Regions from separate parts of the Rattus norvegicus genome. Here region 2 is linked to region 1. Evidence: chromatin contacts called from public Hi-C data. All regions are on one chromosome and are shown on one strand. Each heading gives the region's core, a stretch centred on a gene start, on an enhancer-like site or on the middle of the called end of the contact. The rest is flanking DNA. Distances are from core to core; before and after follow the strand shown. Region 1 holds the start of Zfp608 (zinc finger protein 608). Region 2 has its middle 510 kb from the start of Gramd2b.

Region 1 (5,094 bases), core at 1,228-3,727:
TTCCTTCTTGACCAGCATAGAGTTTCCCATGAGCGTTGAATCCGGAGCAGTTTTAGTAACTTCCCCTGCAGCTCCGACGCTGCCACTCCCAGCGCCCCCACAGTGAAAGGGGCTCGCGCCACTTCCATTGCTCTTGGCCCCAAAGCCATAGAGGTGACCACCACCGGAGGGGCCCTGGCCTCCTCCGCCATTCTGGTGGCCCTGCAGCACGTCGTGCTTGTCTTTCCGGGATCTCGCAGCATCCTTATCCCGCTTGGCGCCTCGGCTACTGTGGCTTTTCCCTGGCTTCTCTTCCTTGCTTTTCCCACAGGAGCCTGCCCCCGCGGTGGCAGCCGAGGTCCCGGTGCTGGTACCGTTGCTGTTTGGGTTGCCGCCGCCGCCGCCGCTCACACTTTGACCCAGCGCTGAATTCATGCCAGTAGCCTCTCCAGGGCGCCCTTGGACTTCCTGCCTCTTGCCAGTGCTGATCTCGGGAATTCCATACAAGGCAGCAGAAGGCAGAGATTTATTAGCATCCTTAGAAGTTTTAGCCCTTTTCACTTTTGATTTGCTGGTCTCTTTGTGTGAATTCCCCTGGGGAGCGGAGGGCTGAACAGAAGCAAATTTTAGGCCATCAGCTAAGGCTGAGGTAGCACAGGTCCCATTGGAGGCCGGACCTCCACAATCCTTAGTGTTGTTGGTAGTGGTGTTGGTGGAATTATTCATCTCAAATTTCTGTCTGTCCTTTTCCAAATCGGCGTCCAAATCAATGATTAAATTTCCAACCCCGATTTCCCAATCATCGCCACTGTCATAAGTATCAACTGTATTTGGATCCACACCTTTTCCTGCAGTCGAAACGTTCACGGACATCCTGAAGATGAGCTCTCGAGATTAAAAATCCAATGAACTTTCCTTGAGAGATGAGGGGACATTCGTTTAGCTCCTCTGGGCTTTCTTTTAAAGAAAAAAAAATTCTTCCAATTTTCCTCTTCTTTTTCCTGCCCCAAAAATGTGTCCGGGATCTCACTCCCTCCACTCTAGGTCCACCTTCTCCTGTAGAGGGGGGAAAAAGTCGAATATTTCTTGTCTGGGTATTACCGGAATAGAAAACCATTAATACTGGGGAGTGAGTAAGGGACACAAGGAAGGACAGAGAGGAGGGGGCTCATTATCGTTTTCAGAGTCCAATACCAGGTTTAAAGGAAAACTGGCAGACTTGAAAACCACCCCCCTGACAATAAACATCTTACAGTAGCTAAAACGAAAATCCCTCTAAACAGCAGGGGGATAGCCAGTTCTTTAAAAGCATTAAAATATCTCCAAGGATCTGATTCAAGCCCAGAAAGGTTTTTGTGGCTTTTTTTTTTAAGTTGAACATTTTTATTTTTTTGCCTGGCACACGTGCTATTTCAACCCCAGGAAAAGATCCTGGACATTCATACAAGAAAAACACCCTGTTCAACATCCCCTAAACATGTCCTGGGTCTTGCAATGTAAAAACAAAACAAAACATACAAAAAAACAAAAACAAAAAGAGGCCCTCAAAGTTCTCTAGGACTAGTATTCAAAATGTCACTAAGTTTTCCTTATTTCTAATTCTAATACTTCTTACAAATTGTCTAGACAACCTAGGTTTTGTTCTCCACAAGAAACAGAAAAACAACAGTAGTTCCCCTCACACACACATACCCACCACCCTCCTTCCTGAGCAGCTACACAATTCTTCATGAAATATGCACAGACCTCTTTAAGAGTATTTTTCTCAGTAAAAAGACAGTGTGAGAGGAAAGGTTAAATATCTGTCTTCTGGAGAAAAAAAGAAAAATCCATCTAAATAATTTTGCCATACCCCTGGGTCACAGAACTGCTCAGTCAGTTAAATATGGTGCTACTGTCTGTAGGGAAACTGATTAAGACGTACACTTTAAGTGATCTGCGCCAAGGTGGCCTCAGTGACCACAAATGAGTGTGTGTTTGACAAAGAGCAGTTAAAACAGTTTTTTAAAGGGATCAGTCCCCTTTTAACAGTTGATTGTCAAGAAAATAAATAAATATACAGAGAAAGACATACAGAGGCACGCAGAGAGAGAGAGAGAGAGAGAGAGAGAGAGAGAGAGAGAGAGAGAATGCTTACCTTTAAATCCTTTATCATTTTTTTAATTAGGCCCGCAAATAAAAAAAAAAAACATTTCTCAGTCCACTAGGCACACAACCGTGTGCTTCATTTTACTTAAACACCAAATGATCAAAAAGGAAGAAAGCAAGTAACACATCCCAGCCAAAATAATCACTCAGTAACATTATTCCACTTCCCCATCCCCCTTTTGGCAAAAAGCTCTGGAGTCCTTTTCTCCTTAAAAAAAAAAAAAAAAAAAAAATGTGTCACTGTGCAGCTGAGAGATGCTTCACATTCGCAACCCAAGCACCGAAGGGTGTTTTTCCTCTTAACAAGCATTCAGAATAATAGGGTGTTGAGAGAGAGGGAGAGGAGAGGGGGAGGGGAGGGGAGGGAAAGGAAGGAGGGAGAGAGAGAGAGAGAGAGAGAGAGAGAGAGAGAGAGAGAGAGAGAGAGAGAGAGAGAGAGAATTAGAGAAAAAACTTTTCCGAACTTCTCATTCCGCTTTCGGTTGCAGACTTCAGAGTCACCGTGATCAGTAAGTAATGATCTCATGTAGCAAACCTACAGGCGTCCTCTAGTAACGAGACAGAATGTGCTAACATCGGGATAAATTAGTGAAAGGGAAGAAAGAATAAGAAGAAAGGACTGAAAATCTGGGCTGGATTCCGCCTGTTAGTCGGGAAGTGGCATTTTTCCGCTCGTCCTGACATTTGATTTCTCCAACTAACTTAAGGAGGGGGTGAAAGGATGGGGAGGAGGAGGAGGAGGAAGAAAGGGTGGGATGAGGCGCTGGGCTGGAGGAGAAAAAGAAAGGTGTGGAGGAGGAGGGAGCAGACTGTGCAGGGAGCTGATAAACCAGTTAGAGCAGCTTTCGCCCGGGGCGGGGGGCGGTGGAGCGGGGAAAATAACGGCGTCTAAAAGGGGCTGCCTTGGAAACCTGAAGGATGTGATGTTTTCCTGTTTTATGTTGTTTTTGAGAAAAAAAGAACCGAGTTCTTAGAATAGTCCCCGAGGAGGGGTTAAAATCCTCCGCCGCGCAAGCCGATCTGTCATGTGGTAATTCGATAATTAGAGTCAAAAAGGTTTTTTTTTTTTTTAAGGCGACCTTTCTCCAGGACAATTTCTCTTTCTCTACACGCAGCAAACAGTGCGTCTCTATTTTTTTTTTCCTCCTCTCTCCACCTCTCGCCCACCCCCTCCTGTGTTTAGTCAGATGGCCTCGGAGCTTGGCTTAGTATTTTTAATTAGCTGGCGTTTGGAAGCTAAAAGCAGTAATGAATTGTTGATGGATTGGAAGTGGAGAGTCGCTTTGCTGGAAATGTCGGGGCTGGGAGAGGGGGATGGGCGCGTTAGCAACACCAACCATCTAAAAGGAGCGGTTTTGTTACAGTGCAAGCCTTTCACATCACGTGAGGATCAAGGGCTCAATTGGTTGTCGTGAGAACAAAAATGGTGACAAGCGTATCAAGAAAATACTGATCTGGTCTTTTAAAAAAAAAAAAGCTGAAGGTTTCTCCCTTCCCCCTGCAACCCCCTCTCCCCCCGCACGCCCTACAGTGGGCGAAGCTACAAGTTATGAATGTGAAACATTTCTCAGCCATCTCGGAAGTTCGGAAGGAGGGAAATGTAATGGCCACAAGAGCAAAGCAGATGTTTTAAAGAAACAGCTTATAAACCTTTCCTCAACTGATCTCCAATTTGTCGGCTTTCCCAAGGGGCCAAAGCGGAGGACGCCTGGGGGGAGGGCAGAGTACCTCGGAGCTGCTGGGATTTTAGGAAACACCCCCCCACCATGTATTAAACAAAGAAAAACATTTTGCTAGCTCCCAAACAGGGACTTGTAATAAACACACCATTGTTACTATTTGTGGGTTTGTTTGGGTTGGGTGGGGCTCCCCCCCACACACACACCTTCTCTTAATGTTTTTTTTTCTTCTTGCCCCCCCCCCTTTTTTAAGAAGGTGGAAAATGGTAGTTACAGTCATTACATGTAATGGATGAATATTCCCTAGTTTACTATTAAATTACTGAGCAGGGGGATGTGACAGGAGAGAAATCAGCTTGTTCTACCCGGGTTCCCATTTGCCTGGCTCGGTCTGGGCGGGGGTCAGCTCAGCTCCGGTAGAAGAGGAAAGGAGGGGGAAGGTGCGCAGGAGACCTGACAGGGAGGACCAGGGTGTGTAACTGAATCACTCTTAGTCTCCTTTGGGTTAGAGCCCAAAAGGTAATTTACTCTAAGTTAGCCCAAGTGCCCAGTCAAGCTTAATTTGTCTAAAGAAGTTACAAAGTCAGCCTCCACTGAATAAAATTCACCGTTCTTGGGCTGTTCTAAATGCATAGCCAAACCCTGTAACTAGTTCCTCATTTCAATGCATAAAACTCTCACATTCCCCTGCATGAAAACCCCACTAAAGTGCTATATAGCGACACACCACGCAACCGTACTTACGGTCTGTATGGGAGCGAGTTGACCTTTTCCTTCTAACTGCATTGAGTGTGTTTGGTTGCAGCCGCTTTATTTTGGAAATTATAATTTCTTCAATTTTTTTTATTAAAGATGGACCAGCAAATGTCACAGACCGTCCCGTGTATTTTTTTTATAAAAATAAAAAAACAACAAAAATAAAGCAAAAAGCCAGAACACAGAAATCCCCCCGGTGCATACACACACACACACACACACACACACCAAGCTTGTTCTGGAACAGTGAAATCAGAACTGAAACACAACACACGCACAGGGGGAGTGGAGCCAAAGGAGCTCTCAGCCTGTATACCTGAAAGGGACTTTTCTTTGTTCCCAATGCCCTTTCGCGCAGGGCCAATCAGAGAGCAGCTTTTATGAAACTGAGCTCTCTCATTGGTTAGCTGCTTTCTCTTGGCTACTGTAGGGGGTTGAGATATACACACGTATAAAACACACACTGAGCGCGGGTGGGGGTGCTATGGGGGGTGGCGGTGGAGACAAAGCGTTTTATTTTCCAAGCAGATTG
Region 2 (5,138 bases), core at 1,390-3,889, 970 kb after region 1:
ACAGTAAGTGGCATCCACACTTCAGACAGAAACTTAATATCCAGAATGTCAGGTCACTAAAAAAAGGCTCATTAGGAAAGAACACATAGCTCAATTAACAATGACCAAATTTAAGTGGATAGTTATAAGAGAGAGAGAGAGAGAGAGAGAGAGAGAGAGAGAGAGAGAGAGAGAAGAGAGAGAGAGAGAGAGAGAGAGAGAGAGAGAGAGAGAGAGAGAGAGAATGAGGAAAACAGAAGAGGGGGAAGATATATAAAAAGCCAAGAGGTGTATAAAAATATTCAGCATTAGTGACTCAGAGAAAGACAAATGCAAACCAAGCTGAGCATGCCTCGTCTCAGTAAAGATGGTTATTGTCAAAAAGACTAAAGAAGGCTGAGGAGATGGCTTGTCAGGAAAAGCACTCACTGCAAAAACATGAGTGAAAAACCAGTTGGCTTTTCAAACACAGTAGAGAATAACTGGAGATTCTACCTCAGAGTTGGATGGTGAAAACCAACACGTAAAGTTGCCTTCTCATGCCTGCATGTCATGGTATTTGAGTGCCAGCACTCACATGCAGGTACACACACACACACACACGGACACATAGAGAGAGAGAGAGAGAGAGAGAGAGAGAGAGAGAGAGAGAGAGAGAGAGAGAGAGACAGACAGACAGACAGACAGACAGACAGACAATAAATGCTGAAAGGTAACAGGTGGCGGTCACAATGTGAGAAAGGGACTTTTGTACACTGGTGGTAAGAACAGAAGTTAGTTCAACCTTGTTTAAAAGGTATGAAGTTCCCTTAAAAATTAAAACTGGATCTAGATCATTGGACCCAGAAATCCCACTACTAGCTATGTATAGACAAATGAAAACAAATCAATATGGCAGAGAGACCACCTCACTTAACATTTTTAGAACTATTGACAATAGCCAAGTTATAAAATCAAACTAAATACGAACAACACTTGCACTGATAAATAGAACGTGGTGCATAAGCACCACAGAGCTCAACTCAGACAAGAGAATAAAATCCTACCACTTGGAACAGTGTGGGTTAAGTTGGAGCCTTTCTGTTTAAGCCCGGCAGCAAGACATAACCCATATATTCTCACCCATATATGTTATCTGAACAACTTATCCTCACGGCAGGTGAAAGGAGTGTGGCTGTATTAGACATAGAGAGAAGTTACAAAGTAAATTTTAATTAAAAAATGAATTAACAAATTTCTGAATGTAAGACAAAATTTCTGTCAGTGATTTCCAATCACCCTAACTGAAATCAGTTTGTTTTCTGTTCCTTTTCCATTCTTGATTGAAAAAAAAATCCTAAAATTGGGGCTGGGAAGACCACTCAGTAGTTCAGGACATATACTGTCCTTCCAAAGGGCCTGAGTTCAATTCCCAGCACCCATGTGAGGCAGTTAACATCTTTCTGGAACTTCAGCTCCAAGGGAATCCAATGCCTCTGGCTTTTACAGTCACCTGTAATCACATGCACACACACATCCACACACAAATATATGCATAATATTAAAAATAGAAATAAAAGAATTAGAAGAACTAACTAAAAACATTGAGCAATGTCCATTAAGCATTAACTGAATAAGCTTAGTTAATAATCTTGAAATATTGGTACTGCTTAAATATAATACCAATTTATATATTTTTATATTGAACAAGATTGAGAAAAAACTAGAATAATATGAATCTTTTGAATGGAAAATCTAGAGGTTCTTTTTATATTCATTTTTGTATTAACTGAGGAGAAACAGGAAGCAACTTTGGTCTTCATACTTTCTAGACTGTAAGAATTCTCTGCAATATTTTGCAGCAAACACTGAGACTATTTTTCTTCAGGAGACTCTGTCATCATTGTGAGATGATGACACAGGCAGAGCTCAAGTGATGTGTTCTGCAACGCTATAGCATTGTGACATGGTCCACTGAGTTCACTGACTGTCAGCAGGACATATTCAGCACTTGGAAGATAAAACTGACACCTGTCACCAAAGCTGGGAGGAAACCCTCCCAAACTCGTGGTGTGTGTTCCTGAAGCTCCAGATTTCTGTTTCACTGAAACTCTTCTCTTTCTGTCTTGAGGATCCAACCCAGTCTTGCATAATCTAGACGCTCTAGCTCTTACTCTAGACTTTTACTAAGGAACATAAATTTCTTCAAAAGGTCATGTACTTATTTGGTTTAAAATAATAGTAGTCTACTCATGAAAAATATATATATAGCTTAACCATTATGAACTAGAGCCTTTTACTTAGTTACAAGCCAACATTGGAAGCATTTCTAGAACCAGCCCTGTTCAACATTTCCATGTAAGGATGGGTCCTTCCATTTCTTTGAAGATATAAAATCAAATAAATCAAATTAATACTGAAAGATTTGTCTGAAAGGTGTAGCACATCCCACAAGACCATTATCACTGTGATATTTCTTTCCCCTTGACCTTGTAAGAAATGAAAGTTCCCGTAGGCTTCATGGCTGCTTTGTTATAGTTCACAAACAACACTACCCTTTCCAGTACCTATTCAGTCAAACACTAACAGGCAGGCACTACAAGTGAGAGAAGATATAAGCTCACACAGCTGCCGTCTGAGCAGTATAGAGCATTACAAATGAGCAACACCATGTTCTTATGCACTGTGCTCTGGTGGTACAAAAGCCAAATGCTATTTTCAACACAGTAAGAACTCTGACATGTCCTAAGAGACAGGATCCTGCCAGAAATAGGATTATGAAACTGCATCCTAAAATTCCAAATCATCCAGAGTAAATCCCTTTCTCTCGAGAAGTACAAATGTGAAAGATTTGGGTATTAGTAATGGAAAATAGTTTTTATAATCCCCTCCGGCCTAAATTTTTGAAATTATGAGACCTTTATGCTAAAAGTGGTAGGCAGTGTTAATATAACAAGGACAATGCCTGGATAGGTAGCTTAGAGGTTAAGAGCACACTACAGAAAACTCGAGTTTGAGTTCCAGTACCCATGCTGTGTCCTTTTCTCTATTCTTGCAATTATGCCCACATTTTATTATTAGCCACTTTTACTAGAATATAAACTCCACAAATGCAGGGACCTTTGTCTGTTTCATTCACTGGCCTGTTCCACTAGAACAGTGTGAGCAGTAAATAGCTACTCTCCAAGGTTTGTTCAACTGTTGAACTGAATGTGTCTCTGTAGCTGATTTCTGTGCTACACATTACTTTTGCTATCCAATGACATAGCAGTTTATAATTTTTACCTGATTACATTACTTATTTCCTATTTACATCCATTTTCAAAAACTAAAATGCAAAAGGATATGTTCCTCAATATCTTTAGAGAAGAAAATGATGATATAATTTGATAGCAGGAGTATGTCATTAAATTTATTTTCTATTTTATTATTAAACAGATTCCAAACAAAAATGGTACCCCCTAAATAAAGCAGACTCAAAAACTATACACCTCAGTGAGCTTCAGAATAGTTACAGGAGCCTTTAAAATTGGAAGCTGAGGCGCTTCGTGTTACATTTTGCACCTTCACTATTGGATCTATCTTACGAACCATCCTCCACCACAGTGAAAAATAACCCATGACAGAGTTAGAACTAGAAAAACACTCAGCTTTACATCCTTCTCCATAACCTGTGCCTATTACCTGTGCTCGGTCCTTCCCTTTCTTCTAATACATTACTGTGGTTTAATTTTCATGTTATACCCCACACATATGTCTATCTGTGCAGAGGATGTGCAGAGGCCACTCTAGTAGTACATCAAATTTGTTTGGCCTCAGACAATGTCCTGAGCATGCATTTGTATGTGTGGGTACCAACCTCACCAAAGCTAAGCCCACTCATCTGATTTCAGACATATCTAAAACTACCTCCGGATGTTCATCAACTCTAATTGGAAGCTTGAACCTGGAAGAACGAGGCCTGAAAATAAGGTGAACTAAGGAACCATGCGTTAGCCACCTCTAGTCAGAGCATCAGGCAAGTTGTACTCCTGAGGGTTAAGAAGAATCACCAGACCGTTCTTGTTCAATCACAAAAACAATCCACACGTGGCAAAAACATGTTTTTCCATAACAACAGCTGGAGTAAACTCACTCCTCTCCACCACAACTGGAAGGAGCACAAAAGCATATTCCAAGAACAATTCCATGTTTTTAAAGAAACCAAGGTCATGAGACTCCTGTTTTCTGATGTTTTCCATCAAGCACTAAGAATTCCCCTTGCACAACTCATTTCTTGGACACCATTCAGACAAGCAGATATCCAGCTGCACTATCTGTAGTAGTTCTTTCCTTTGGCTTCCTTACAGTCCTAGGGATTGAACCTAGCCCCACCCCTGAATCTTTACAGACAGAATCTTACTAAGTTGTCCAGGTTGGCCTTGAACTCACTTTGTAACCCAGGTTAACTCAAACTTGAAGTTCTCTTACCTCTAACTACAAAGTAGCTGTGATTATAGCCCTGCTGTCACCAGGCCCCATCTTTGTCTGGTTGTTAGATTTTGTTGTCACCGTCTAACCTAGGCTGGCCTAGAGTCCACTAAATAGCCCAGGTTTACCTCAGACTTTCTGCAATACTCTTACTATAATCTTTTACATTCTGGGATTACAGGTATGAGCTCTCTGAGCTCAGAAGGAATTCTGAATTTAATATGAACTTATTTTGATGCATGCTGAGAGTTCTACATCCAGATTGGCAGAGATAAAAATGTCCCAATTTAATTCTGCTATGCATACATGACATGGTCAGACGCTAAACATGTTCTATATCTCTCTGGCTTGGCACATACCTGTTATGCCTCTTGCCTCTCATTCCCCTGATAATAGCGTATACCTTATCATTATCACTTATGTCAAAAACAATAAATGTATATGTTTCTGAAAGTCAAGCACATATACATGCATGCACACATACACATTCACACGCAGACTACTAGTACTGCTTGTGTTAGTTACTCTTCCTTTGCTGTGATATAACACTATCACCAAAGTGACTCAAAGAAGAAAGTGGTTATTTTGGCTTAAAATCCCTAAAATATAATAGTCCAAGATGGCAGAATGACAGAACGGGAGCTGGAGCAGTAGCAGAGAGCTCATGTCTTAAACCAAAAGCGAGAGGAAGAAAACTAAAACTGGCACGA

What was found. Hi-C and Micro-C count contacts between places; a contact is called where the count stands out from the background.
Region 2: a contact with region 1 is called in a Hi-C map of psoas muscle, with 2.8 times the contacts expected there. The contact joins the enhancer-like site here to the promoter of Zfp608 in region 1. A contact is called at or near these places in 2 of 12 Hi-C or Micro-C datasets (Schwann cells and psoas muscle) and 1 of 1 datasets of contacts at active chromatin or transcription factors (oligodendrocytes).

The regions. Positions count from the first base shown.
Region 1 is chr18:50,606,145-50,611,238 of GRCr8, forward strand. It overlaps Zfp608 (zinc finger protein 608), which reads right to left and starts at 2,478. Exons shown (of 10, transcript NM_001107378.2): 1 at 2,117-2,478; 2 at 1-1,035. The coding sequence starts at 852. LOC108348794 (a long non-coding RNA gene) reads left to right here and starts at 2,544. Exons shown (of 5, transcript XR_005496361.2): 1 at 2,544-2,636.
Region 2 is chr18:51,573,377-51,578,514 of GRCr8, forward strand. No RefSeq gene overlaps it. Among named protein-coding and RNA genes, the nearest start is that of Gramd2b, 510 kb to the right of the region's middle. Within about 2 kb of position 2,640, at least 3 of the 93 cell types and tissues checked have an H3K27ac peak or open chromatin away from gene starts, as enhancers often do.